2 separate regions of the Mus musculus genome follow, and region 1 is linked to region 2. A link is a contact called in public HiChIP or PLAC-seq data. All regions are on one chromosome and are shown on one strand. The core of a region is the stretch at or near the end of the contact, and the rest is flanking DNA. Distances in the headings are between cores, read along the strand shown.

Region 1 (7,027 bases), core at 393-2,892, 470 kb after region 2:
GTCATCATGACTGTTATATTCACATGAAAGAGGAACAAATCAGGTCTGTGGTCAGCCCAGGGCCTGGCCCTGGTGTTTGGACTGTATCCCCACCTCACCGACAGTGAGTCACACAGCAGACCTAGGATGTTCTTCCTCACATTGGTCCGAGTGGTTTCTCCTTATTTCCATTCCAAAGAGAGAAGGTATTAGGAAATGAAATACAAGCAAGTATCTGTGGTAACAGGAAGGGCAGGCTCTGCCCATCTCAAAGATGGGAAAAGACAGGAAGAGCTAAGGTAATGAAGGCTGAAGTGACCTAGAGAGTGACTGTGCTGGCTAGTTGTGTGTCAACTTGACACAGGCTGGAGTTATCACAGAAAAAAGGAGCTTCAGTTGAGGAAATGCCTCCATGAGATCCAACTGTAAGGCATTTTCTCAATTAGTAATCAAGGGGGAAAGGCCCCTTGTGGGTGGGACCATCTCCGGGCTGGTAGTCTTGGGTTCTATAAGAGAGCAGGCTGAGCAAGCCAGGGGAGGCAAGCCAGTAAAGAACATCCCTCCATGGCCTCTGCATCAGCTCCTGCTTTCTGACCTGCTTGAGTTCCAGTCCTGACTTCCTTGGTGATGAACATCAGTATGGAAGTGTAAGCTGAATAAACCCTTTCCTCCCCAACTTGCTTCTTGGTCATGATGTTTGTGCAGGAATAGAAACCCTGACCAAGACAGTGATTAAATATGTTAAATATGTCTCTTCCACATCTTAATCTACTGAAGGAATGCAGAAAAATGTAAACACCTTGAGCAGCACCTTAAAACAAAGTTCAGATGTGACTACATCATTGATAAAGACTGTTCCTGGTCATCTGACGTGAGTGTTATCCTCCAAACTTCATAGGTGACCTCACTGATGACCTATCCCAAGTGCAAGATACATGTCCATGAGAAACAGACCAAGAGACCAGCATCTTCCTCCCTCCCTCACTTCGCCAATCTCTCTTGATTCCCTATCTCTAATGAGCTTATGTGCAGTTCTCTTAAAACCTCCAGACCTGATGTCTGACCTTCCAACATATCTATGGGAGGATCCAAGAAGTTGTGATGAGACTTGTAGATGATGCTGATGCAGCAGCCCAGGGTCCATCCTGTCTGTATCCTTCAGAATTGAGAGTCTCAGCTTATGAGACAAAAAGGGAAGGAAAAAGGGATCCTGCTGAGACTTTTAGAATTCTGAGCCACTCTCCATCACTTAATGAGAAGTTTAAAGTGCACTGAGAAGATGAGAATACTGGAAGCTGTCCATGATGAAGAAAGGAAACCTGGGGCAATCAAGATGACACAGCAAGTAAGGGCACCGGTGGCCAAGCCTGATACCTGAGTTATAACCCTGGAACCTGCATGGTGGAAGGAAATAACTGTCTCCTGTGCGTTGTCCATGATGTATGCTGTACCTCCTCTGATAAATAAGTGTAATTTTTAAATATAAAAGATGAAGGGAACATTTTGTCCCAGGAACTATAAGCTCAATGACTTTACCGTAGAAGGAGAAGTAAACAAAACAGGAGACTGCCAGCTTCTGACCTGGAAGCTAACAGACAGCAACTAAGCATCCCAAACAGGGCTCAGGACCCATTTGCAAAATGAAACTGAAAGTTTCAAGCGATCGAGAAGTTGCCGTCAACACCCAAGTGTTCCAGACTGGAAGAGCAAGGAACACCATGTTGACATGTCACTGTGACTCACAGTCTGTGACTTTGGCCTGTGCAGAATCTTACAGCAAGAAAGTAAAGGATTCCTTGGTCTGAAGACTTAGTGAAGACTTTCTTTAGGAAGCAAGTGAAACAGTGTAGGTGGCCACAAAATACAGAAGAGGAAACACTCCTAAATGACTTTGGGATAATCTTTTAAAAGAATAAAACTCTAGTAGAAAACAAATGATGGTTTGCATAGATGCGACAGATATACAATACATCCCTTGAAAGAAGAATTTGACATTACAAAGTTGCCAGATATCCCAGATTCATCTTTTGAGGTAATGCAAATGCTACCAGCATTCCAAAATGTTCCATTTCACTCAGCAAAATGCTTTGAAAATTAATCTGGAATAATGAAAAAAAAAGCTAGAATAATTTAAAGGAAAGTACAATAACCATTCAAATGCAGCTGTCCATGATGAATAATTTAGAAATAGTTCTAAAAGAAAACATAATGAGGAAAAACAAACTCAACCAAAAAAAGGATGCAACAAAGTTATCAATTTTAAAACAGAGAGAAACAGGATTGAGAGATGGCTCAGTCTTTAAAAATGTTTGCCGCACATGTAGGAGGAGAGGAGTTTGGCGTCCAGCAGACATATAAAAACTTGGATTGTCCCACACAACCCTGTAACTCCTGCAGTTTGGTGAGCAGGGACAGGAACATTGTAAGACTTGTTGGCTGCCACCCTAGGTGAAATAACACACCTCCAGGTTCAAGAAGAGACCTTGCTACAAAGGGACAAAGCAGAGGGACAGAGGACACCTGGCACCTCCCTCGAGTTTCTGTTTGAGTTATGTGTGGTCAAGGAAACACATGTACATACACCACACAGACAGACAGACAGACAGACAGACAGACAGACAGACACACACACACACACACACACACACACACACACACTTATGTAGTTTCTTCTGAAATTAAAGCCTTCCATTTTGAAGGGAAACTTAAGAAAGGATGCTTGTAGGGAAGAAAAACAGGATGTTCTAAGGAGGGGTGACATATTTCAAGGAATCTCATTAAGACAGGAAGTACACAACTCAAAATAGCTTCAGGGAGTTCCTGAAACTGATCAGATCCACTAGGACACACCCTCCCTTCCCAGATGTATATAAACTGTAAAGACTGCTGAGGGTCATTGTCAAATAAGCCAAGCTACAAAGAAGACTCCCAAACAAGCCCATCTGCTGGAAGAAGCTGAGACTCAGTGGGATTGCCTGGAGGAAACAAAGACCTGTTGAGCTGCCTGCACTGTGCTTCAGGTTCCCAACTTTGGTGAACTGTCACTCACGCTGGCATGGGCTTTGGTGACACAGTTGTCTTGGAGTCATTTCTGCTCCTGTAAATAACACTCACCCCTATTTCTGTAAGTAACCCCAATAAAACATTCATTTGCTAATTTGGACTTTGGTTGTATCCATACTTTGGTCAATAGTCAGTTCCCTATCAGGAATGAGTAGATGTTTCTTCAGGTCTCCCATGAGATCCTGGTTGAAGACATAGAAGTATTGTCTATTCTAAAAGAGAATTCCTGGGATACATAAGAATTTAAGGGCTGGAAAGATAGAGGCCCCAGCTGCCGGCCTGCCAGCCCGAGCTGGGCGCCTGGGCCCACATGATGGAAGGATGGAAGACTTGACAGCCACAGATTGTCCTCTTGATCGCTACTTACCCACTGTGGCAACTCCCCGTCCCCTGCTCATACATAATAAACTGTAAGTGAAAATAATTACTATGGATGGATATGTATCTACTAAGAGCAGTATGTCCACAAAAACCTGGGAAGATTATGGCATGATGTATTTCATCATAACAACAACAACAACAACAACAACAACAACAACAACAACAACAAAACACTTAAGTCTAAGGTGCACAGAGTCTTACTGTCTTGAAAAACAGGTGATTATTCAATAAATAATGCTGAGAAAATTGATGTTTTGGAGAGAAGTGATCATTTTCAACCCTAGAAACATAAACCCTTTAGTGTACAAAAGTCTTCATTAAAATTAAAAATACGGGCTGGTGAGATGGCTCAGCAGTTAAGAGCACTGACTGCTCTTCTGAAGGTCCTGAGTTCAAATCCCAGCAACCACATGGTGGCTCACAACCATCCATAATGAGATCTGATGCCTTCTCTGGAGTGTCTGAAGACAGCTACAGTATTACATATAATAAATAAATAAATCTTTAAAAAAATTAAAAGTACACAAAATATTTATGATAATGAAGACAAAATCAATATTCTTAATATACAGAGAGAATATGTAATTGAATCTCTAGTTAAAAGAAGAAAATATGGATTTATGATTAAAATTCCCCCCCCCTTTTTTTTGAGACAGGGTTTCTCTGTATAGCCCTGGCTGTCCTGGAACTCACTTTGTAGACCAGGCTGGCCTCAAACTCAGAAATCTGCCTGCCTCTGCCTTCCGAGTGCTGGGATTAAAGGTGTGCACCACTACGCCTGGCTCAAAATTTCCCCTTCTTGATACCACTAAACTGACATTAAAATATATTTTAGGAGCATAAGTCCCAAGGATAAAGAGAATGGAGCAGGAAACAATTGTGCTACATTTTGATGATGGACAGTAACAGGTCTGCCACCCCCAGGAAACAGGACTTACACAGGATCAGGTAAATAGCAGCATTTTGAGAAGTCTCAGAGATAGTCCTCAGTGTAGGGATAAACCTGGAGCCATGACAGGTTTAAACCCCTCTTGAGTACCACTGGATGTCTCGGCAGAAGACTTGAGGTCTGTTGTGTGGAAAGAGCAAAGTGCGGGGCTCTCTGGGCAGGCAGACGGCAGGCAGAGTTGGATGTGGGGGCTGGAGGGGAGACCATCCCGACATGGGCCCTCTAGTCAGTGTGCACACATAGAACACCAGCACCCCTGCTCATAATCTACCCAGAGTCCAGAATTCTCCTGGCCAGCTCCTGTCCCTTCAGGAAAGAGACTATGAGAACTTTTTCAGAATATTACAGCAGCATGGGACGGAAAGCATAGAGATGCTGAGACTCAGACTTCTCCAGCCCCAGTGCAGCACTCACAATTAAGGGCAATTTGAATTGTGGCCCTGGCAGTTGGTGGTTGAGCATGTCTGCATGTTGGACTAGAGTGAAGGCCAAGGCTCCACTTCAGGTTCTAAACCTCTGGTCAGCCTCTTGGAACAGTAGTTCTAAGTATGAGTAGATACACAGGGATCATCAGACAACTAAGAAAATGCAAGGGAGGGCTGGCAAGATGGTTCAGGGAATAAGAGCACTGACTGCTCTCCCGAAGGTCCTGAGTTCAAATCTCTCACAACCACCCATAATGAGATCTGATGCCCTCTGCTGGTGTGTCTGAAGAGAGCAACAGTGTACTTATATATAATAATAAATAAATCGACAGAGCGAGCAGAGGTCCTAAAATTCAATTCCCAACAATCACATGAAGGCTCACAACCATCTGTATAGCTACAGTGTATACTCATATACATAAAAATAAATAAATAAATAAATCTTTTTTAAAAATGCAAAGGAAAAAGAGCCAGATAAAAATAACTTTAAAAAAATTTTTAAAATATTATTCCATAGGAGTTCAAGATCATCCTTGGCTTTTTAACAAGTTCCCTTCCTTTAAAAAGGAAAAAAGAAAGAAAGAAAGAAAGAAAGAAAGAAAGAAAGAAAGAAAGAAAGAAAGAAAGGGAGAAAGAAAGAGAGAAAGAAAGAAAGAAAGAAAGAAAGAAAGAAAGAAAGAAAGAGAGAGAAAGGAAGGAAGAAAGAAAGAAAGAAAGAAAGAGAGAAAGGAAGAAAGAAAGAAAGAGAGAGAAAGGAAGGAAGAAAGAAAGAAAGAAAGAAAGAGAGAAAGGAAGAAAGAAAGAAAGAAAGAAAGAAAGAAAGAAAGAAAGAAAGAAAGAAAGGAAGGAAGGAAGGAAGGAAGGAAGGAAGGAAGGAAGGAAGGAAGGAAGGAAGAAAGAAAGAAAGAAAGAAAGAGAGAAAGAGAGAGAGAGAGAAAGAGAGAGAGAGAGAAAGAAACAGAAAAAGGAAAGAAAGTATTCTCATATCTAAAAGACTTCACAATCATAAATCAAAAAGAATATGAACAAAAAAGGAACATTGTATTCAGAGAACAAAAATAGCTCTAGAAACAATATTGCAAAAATGAACCTAAAAAAGACTTTAAAAATAAAAAGTTGTAACTTTTTTCCTCCAAACAACGAAAATACATAGGCATATAAATAAGAAATAGAAGTAAAAAAAAATTAGAGTTTTATTCTATGAAAATCCAATACCTGAATAATAAAAGTTTCAGAAAGAAATTCAGAGGAGCTAAAAGGTCAGTATTTATGTGTAAAAATATATTATTTAATAACAGCAACCACCGGTTGTGGCTCTCAAGTGTAGGTTAGAGAGTGCAGGCTCACATAACATGCACTGATGTTAGTCTGTAAAAACAGAAATAGTAAGCCGGGCAGTGGTATCATAGGCCTTTGATCCTAGCACTTGTGAGTCAGGTGAACTATGAGAGTAAGGCCAGCCCGGTCTACAGAGCAAGTTCCAGGACAGCCAGGGCTACATAGGAAAAGCTGTCTTGAAAAAACAAAAACAAACAAAAACCCAAAACCCGAACAAACAACAAGACAAACAAAGCAATGAGTATCTTTCCTCGCCATAAAGTATCTCATGGACTTTGAAGGCAAGTAGATGACAAATAATGAAAAACATAATAAAGAGTGAATTAAAATCACCTCAGAAATAGCCACCTTCTCTTTCCACAGTCTTTTGATCTAAAACTGGACACACCTCATCAGCACATCTCTTCAGAGGAAACCTCCTTTTAATGCCAGAGACAGTTAAATCCAAAGCTTCGCACAGGCCTTTTATTTCCTCCAGAGATTACCCTGGAAACTCAGTGTCCTGATTGAAATAAATGGCGTTGTCTCATGTTACAAACTCAGTGGGTTTCAGAAGTGAGCAGTAAGTGGGGGGAGGGGTACACAGGAGAGCCCCCAGAGTCATGTCACGGGAGCTCTGAGGACCATCAGGGGCTACAGCTGCCAGCCCTTCACAGGGAAAGGCCTTCACAGCTCTCAGGCCAGGTACAGTGAGTGGGTGTCCTATCCTCTCCTGGAATTCACTTGTCATGTTAACCAGGTTTGACTTGGTGTGACTGGCTGGTTTTGTGTGTTGAACATCAATGTGGAAGTGTAAGCTGAATAAACCCTTTCCTCCCCAACTTGCTTCTTGGTCATGGTGTTTGTGCAGGAATAGAAACCCTGACTAAGATGCTTGGTTTTCTGAACTCTT
Region 2 (6,672 bases), core at 2,994-5,493:
CAGAAAGGAGCAAGCTTAGGCCACAGACTGCTTCCAGCACTCTGGAATGCCTTCCTAGATGTCGGCCACATAGGATTCAGTGAGTTTTCAGAGGCTAACAAAATTGAAATAATCTTATGACTTCAGTCATTATCACTGTAGATAACTTTAGGAAATGGTCTTATTTTGTGATTCTGAGCTAAGGCAGTGGAGTTGGAATGAGAAGAAAAGACTTCCTTAGGAAGTCTTGGGGTCAGGAGCAAGGCAAAGGGTAGAAGATGTCTGCAGGGAAAGAGAGGCAGGTATGAAGGAGCTAGAGCGTAGAGATGGTGGGTGTGGTGCAAGGGAGAGGGAGATTTTCCACTAGGGGAGGAATGCGCACAAGATGCAGACAGACAGACATCAGTCTGTAACCAGGCAGCAGCAGAGGAAAGTGTAAAGGGAGCGTTTGGCTTTGGCTCTTGCACATCCCCCCCCCCCACACTTTTTTTTTTCCTGGAGTAGCCCCTGTTGGAACCACTGTTAGATTCATGAAGTTCTTTGATGTTACCATGCCTTCTCCTGGTTGTGGACTGCCTACCTAACATGAGGAAGTTATGTATGCGAAATAGGTTGGTTTATTTCATAGAGTACTTACCTATTGTTTTGGGAATGCTCAAAACACTTGTCTCTGCTCGTCTAAAGCCCAAGTGTTGGCACAGCTTCTTAAGTGTGGGTCAGAAACCCATACGCAATTGAATCCTGACATAGGACCCTGTAACAAGGTGAGGCTGTGGAAAGTCTGGGAGCACGGGAAGGTTTCTGAGGGTACAACAATAACAAAATTAATTCCGATCCAAATGCATAACGGCTCTGGGGTGTAGCGTTACCAAGCTTCATTGCAGCCTTGGTTTTGAACACACGAGGAAGAATTAAAGGGTATCTTCCCAGAATCTGAAGAAATGGTGTCCTGAAGGATAGACAGTGTTTCTTCTATATCATCTCTATTAATTTGATGAGATTTCAGCATTTTAAAATTTGTTATAGATGTACTCACTCACCAACATAGGAGCACCACCCTTAGGCCTGTGGTCTTGTATGTGGAATCTTGAGAAGGCTAAGTTTATAGGGTTTTCTGTGCTATTTGATAAAATATCCCATTGGCTTTAGAAGCTACCCTTTCTCCAAAAAAAAAAAAAGAATGACTTTCTTCCACTTGGTAGGGGGTGGGAGGACACCTCACCTCTCTCAGAGGCATCAGAGCTTACAATGTGTATGTTTATTGTGAAAATTTACCACATTGCTAGTGTACATTCTATAGTTGTCTGCCTCACAAGACCCATTTCTGATGGATACAAATTATCTTGATGTAATTACTATTACCTTTTACTTCTAGAGTTACCACAGATCAGCCAGTAAATGACAAAGTCACTTTACTGTATGGTTGTCTTTAGACTTAATGACTAACCAGAATTCATTAAAATTAACAGTCTTTGCAATGCATACTTCCTGTATTCACAAAAGTTGCCAAACTTACATTGATTAAAAAAAAAAAAAGGTAAAAATTCTTGTTGTAGATACATCTGATTCTAACCCATGCTTTCTGTAGGAATACATATTTATATAAAAGTGTCCCCCATAAAATAGGGGTTTTTAAGGACCTGGGGAACTTTCCCTGTGTTGTCCTTAAACCACACATTACCAATTATAAAACTACTTTAACTGTTTGAGAACTAACTCAGAGGTGGGGATAGTGGTGACTCCAGTTAAGGAATTATAATATTGTTCTTTAATATGCTCACAACATTCACCTGCCCTCCTGTCTACAGGGGCAATGTCTGTGTATGTCAGCTGTGCAAGTGTTGACTTTAGGATGCTTTTTAAACTTCTCGTGTATTTGGTACTGCGGCATTACTGCAGTCAGATCCTGGCTGTGCTTAGAAGACAGGACCCAGGGTGGTGTAAAAAAAATCCAGGAAGGCCCCGGATGGCTTGGCCATGATGACCACAGCCTTCGGTCAGAATTGTCAACTCTGCCCCAAGACCAATTTACTTGGCTTCTAAGCAGGATTGCAAGCAGGAGTTTTTTCATTTTAAGTTTTCCCCCTGAAGAATGGCTCTTTTCCTTGCTTATTCTTTCTTCAGAACATTACAGTGTAAGCAGCGGAGTCAAGAGCATCCCTAGCAGGTCGACCAGTTTTTAAAAAGGTAACTTAATACAAGGAAATGAGTCTTTAATTATTACCGCCACTGTAACACTGTGGCCCGCGAATGGCACTCCCTGGGGGAAATGAGTCTTTCGTTATTGCCGCCATTGTAACACTGTGGCCTGTGAGTGGCACTCCCTGGCACAGCTGTACAAAGAGGCTGTTTGTGGAGCTCATGCTTCCTGCCAAGCATAGTCCTAGACATTTTGCACAGATATCTTGTTTCATGTAGAAACCTGAGTGTGGCCTTTAGCTCTCTGGAGAGCAGTAGCTCAATATTGGGTTTTACTCTGTTGTTTACTGTCTCCAAATCCTATTTCTTTATTTCATGGGATCAATCACTGATCAGGAGGCTTGACAGAAGCTTTAGTTAAAACAAGCAAGCTTTTTCACACCCCAGTACCGTGGATGAATCCGTCACAGCATGCTAGGTGAAGAAACCTCAGCAGAGAATGCTGCGTACCGCCTCGGCCCACGCATGTGGCACGTGGGAGCGAACCAAGCTACAAGGTCCAAGCAGAGCTGAGTGGCAGAGGCAGGCTGCATGTCTGCAAGGCGACTCGGGGTCAGGGGATGCTAGGCTCTTGGGCATCGTCACTGCAGGTGCCTACACCTTTATAGACGAAGCTTAACGGAGCTGGCTGGCAGGTGCTTTAGTGTTAATGTAGTGAAAATGGTGCCTCAGAAGAGACCGGCTTCATTCAGTGTAGTCAGTAAGTGAAGTGCCCTTAATCGGGACCTTAGTTTGTGTTCCACAGAGTGATCGTCTGAGTGGGATTCAATCCCAGGACCCCTATTTGCCACCGTATTCTATAGCCATGTGCTTCCATCTGCTCTCTCCACATACACACAGTGGAATTAGATGAACACACCTCCCTGTGTCTTGAAAACTCGAGTGGGCATTGTTACGGCCTTTTCAGTCTTCTGGAGCTGTGTGGTGCCGACTCTCTTCAGTGCCTAAGCCATCAGCAGGCCAGGGCCACCCTTCAAAGTTCTGCTTCATGAGATGTTACACCGAAGATGCTGGAAGAGTTTGTGTGTATTTTTATTTTTATGGTGCTGGGGATTGACCCAAGGAGCTCACACCTTCCAGACCAGTGCCCTGCCACTGAGCTGCACCCTAGCCTGACCGTGTATTTTGTTAGCCTTGCCAGTGTTACTTATACAGGTTGTGAAGCCTTCTGATGGCTTTTCAATCCCAGACTGATGACCTCTTATTTGTCACTGTATTCTATAGCCTTATGCTTTCATCTGCTCTTTCCACTTGTACACACACACACACACACACACACACGCACACACACCCATACCCATCTGTGTGCTTCTAACATCATCTAGTAAGGCTAGAAGTAGGTTATGGACCTCTTGGAGTCAATGTGTGTGAGCAATACAGTTGAAGACAATGTTACTGGTTGGAAGTTAGCTAACATTCTTACCCGAGGATCACCACTTTAGGAGCCTCGTGGCAGCATCTCTGACAGGCTCCCTGTCTGCTGAGCCTGGTCTGTAACCTGCCTAGTAACGTATTTCTATTAGAGATCGATTTACGTGTAATCTGAGAATGCTTAATATTTTCAGAAGACAAACAAGGCATGGGATACTATACAGTAAGAAAATTCCCCCAGGGACTGCTTCACTGGTTTTCAGAACCATAAATAATTGCCTACAATCTTGTCAGTAAGTCCAGGTTAAAGCCGATCTCGCCCCTGACAGTTGTGCTTCTCACAACGCTGCAAGAGAACTTTGAATGCCCGCGGGAGAGCTAAAAGCAACCTGTTGTGCACAGTTCCAGACAGGCGTGTGTTTCTTTTTCTTGTGGTTGGCATAGTTGCTTCCTGTTTGTTTCCTGCTGGTCCACACTGAAGGAAAAGCCGAGTACCTAACTGAGTGTTGGATGTGGTCTGTACCTTGCCAGAGGAAGTAGATTGTTTAGTCTGGTTTAAGCACAGGATCAGGCAGATGCAAGACAGGGATAAAGAGTGGCGGCAAGAAATTTGTATAAGACTTGGACTCTGTCCCTGGAGAAGTGTACACAGCTGCACACACAGCAAGTCAGACACAAGGTGACGTGAAATGAGAGAAATGAGAGGAAAGGTCAGCTAGAGCTGGCTGCCAATGGCGGCTGAGGTGTTTGTCACCTTTGGCATTTAGTAGGATATTTTCAGAATCATGGAGTTCAAGCCCTCTTTCCTGGGAGACAAATAATTGCTTAGTGGTAGAGCTGAGCTAGCTTTTATGCAAGCCTACAAAATCTATAGTAGCCTTTATTCTTAAATAGCGTAAGATTTTAACTGTAATTTAACTAAACAAATTAAATTATAATTATTTGAATACATTATTTAAATTATAAGTGATTTAAGTGAATAAATTTGGTAAATTATAGTGAATGAAAAGTTAACTAAAACTGAAAGGTGAATTCATCTCTCTCTTGCTTAATTTTAAAGCAGCAGCTATTACCCTGCCATCAGGTTACAGGGTAATTTAATACCCTGTTTTCTTTGGTTTCCCCAGGCTATCTTTTAATTGTATGTATGTGAAACTAAAAATTTAGAAGTCTAAAATTAAATTTACTTGTATGGTCACCTGTAATGGACAGTCTCTTCTTTCAGCCCTTACTGATAATAGAAGAATACACAGCGTCGTTGTCCCATAGGTCCAGTGGGGACAAAGAGGGGTGGGTGGGGGTCTCACAGTTGGCTGCCACCAGATTCACTGAAGCTGGGTGGTGTTTTTGCTTTTTTGTTTTTAATCCTAAAATATGGGCTTTCCTTTCGTCCTGTAGCAACTCCTCCTGTGTCCCTGAGTGCTGCTTTTCCCCATTTCCTGCTGCTAAAAGATTTGTAGGCATTTTAGAGAAAAGCCAAAGAACACACAGAACAGATTTGTGCAGTTTGCTTGATTAGCACTAGGTATAAACAACTTTTTTGTTCCAGGCTAAGAACTGTTTAAATGCACCTCCCACACCTCGTTTCTTGCTCAGTTCATAATGAGAAAAGTCTTTAATCAAGGCTTCAACAATAAAGACTAGACTTGAAAGCCAAGAAAGTTAGAATTCACTCAGTTCAACTGTATGCCCAGGGCCCAGTGATTCAAGTCCTGCTTTTGGCCCAGGAGCTAGAGTACACATGAATGAGTGAGACACACAAGGTCCTGCCTATGGTGGATCCTATGTGCCCCTTCTGATCTTTCAGAAATGTCACCCAAAAATGCACATCTGATATGACCTTCCTTGGAGTGCTCTCATGCAAAAGCCTGTTGCTGGGGAATCTTTAACCTTTATTCCTTATAACCTGCAATCCCATGTAAAAAGTGCATTCTTGGTGGATCCAGTGGTGACATACCTAATGTATCTGACGGACCATATAGCTCCATGTTTTGTGCCTCCTAGCAGGCAACCTTCGAAAGCACTGCTCACAGATGCACAGATTCCAGTTATATTCTTGTAAGGATGGTGAGGCACTGCCCGGAGAGCTGGAGTCACAGAGCAGAGTTCTCATTCTGGCAGAAGCCAGGATTTGTTCAAGTGCTTCTCCCAGAGGTGTTGGGTGGGGCATTGTGGTTGAAGTACAGTGTCCTGTGTTCTAGTTTGTTACCATGACTTAGAGGGAGTGCCGGCAGGTTGACTTTCTTTTTTTCTTCTTCTTCTTCTTCTTCTTCTTCTTTTTTTTTTTTTTCAGTTTTCCGAGACAGGGTTTCTCTGTATAGCCCTGGCTGTCCTGGAACTCACTTTGTAGACCAGGCTGGCCTCAAACTCAGAAATCCGTCTGCGTCTGCCTCCTGAGGGCTGGGATTAAAGGCGTGCGCCACCACGCCCAGCCTGCAAATTGACTTTCGGAAGCTACTCCTGCACGTAGAAAATAAGTTATTTAAGTTTTCCATTTTGGGTATCAATTTACTCACATGGTTTTCTCCTAAACTTTCGTTCTTTCTTATCTGAAATGCTTCCACCATTTCCAGTGGTTGCAGTGGGTTTCGAGAAGCTCCTGCATAGAGACTGGAGAATTAAAGATGCTCTAGGTATTCCGATGCTTGCCTATGGTAGGCTCGGCCCTCCAGAGGCTGGGGTAGAAAATTTCCAGTTCAAGGCAAGCCTGTGCCACATAGTTAAACGCTGAAGACACCAGGTGTAAAGTGAAGAGATGGCTTCAGAGGGACTGTGATGGAAAGAAGGTAGAGAGAGAGAAAGAACCTGGTGCCATTTCCAAGAAGGCGCTCTTGGACTTGGTTAAACGTGAACTGGAGACTGGGGTGGTGTTCTGCTAGAATGTGTGAAGCCCTGCCTTTTGATCAACAGCGCTGCATAAAACTGGGTGTGGTGGTGCAGGCGTCCTCATAGCACCCGGGGGGGCGGGGGGGGGGGTGGTGGTGGTGGAAAGAGGAGAATCGGAGATTCTGTGTCATCCTCAGCTACGAAGTGAGGCTAAGGTTAGCCTGGGCTACATGAGTCCTAATGATTTAAATAAATAAATAAACAAATCAATAAATCAAAAGCTGAGCTAGGCAGGAG

The links. HiChIP or PLAC-seq counts read pairs in DNA pulled down with a chosen protein or histone mark.
Region 1: an HNF4G HiChIP or PLAC-seq map of pancreatic cancer cells shows a contact between it and region 2. The contact joins two enhancer-like sites. A contact is called at or near these places in 3 of 39 promoter capture datasets (the C10 cell line, cranial neural crest and maxillary cranial neural crest) and 2 of 115 datasets of contacts at active chromatin or transcription factors (T-cell acute lymphoblastic leukemia and pancreatic cancer cells).

What each region holds. Positions count from the first base shown.
Region 1 is chr6:34,964,684-34,971,710 of GRCm38.p6, forward strand. All of the region lies in intron 2 of Slc23a4 (solute carrier family 23 member 4), which reads right to left. Among named protein-coding and RNA genes, the nearest start is that of Slc23a4, 9.8 kb to the right of the region's middle. Within about 2 kb of position 1,643, at least 38 of the 459 cell types and tissues checked have an H3K27ac peak or open chromatin away from gene starts, as enhancers often do. A contact at or near this core is called in pancreatic cancer cells, where this site is marked.
Region 2 is chr6:34,491,233-34,497,904 of GRCm38.p6, forward strand. All of the region lies in intron 2 of Bpgm (2,3-bisphosphoglycerate mutase), which reads left to right. Among named protein-coding and RNA genes, the nearest start is that of Gm52898, 17 kb to the right of the region's middle. Within about 2 kb of position 4,244, at least 68 of the 459 cell types and tissues checked have an H3K27ac peak or open chromatin away from gene starts, as enhancers often do. A contact at or near this core is called in pancreatic cancer cells, where this site is marked.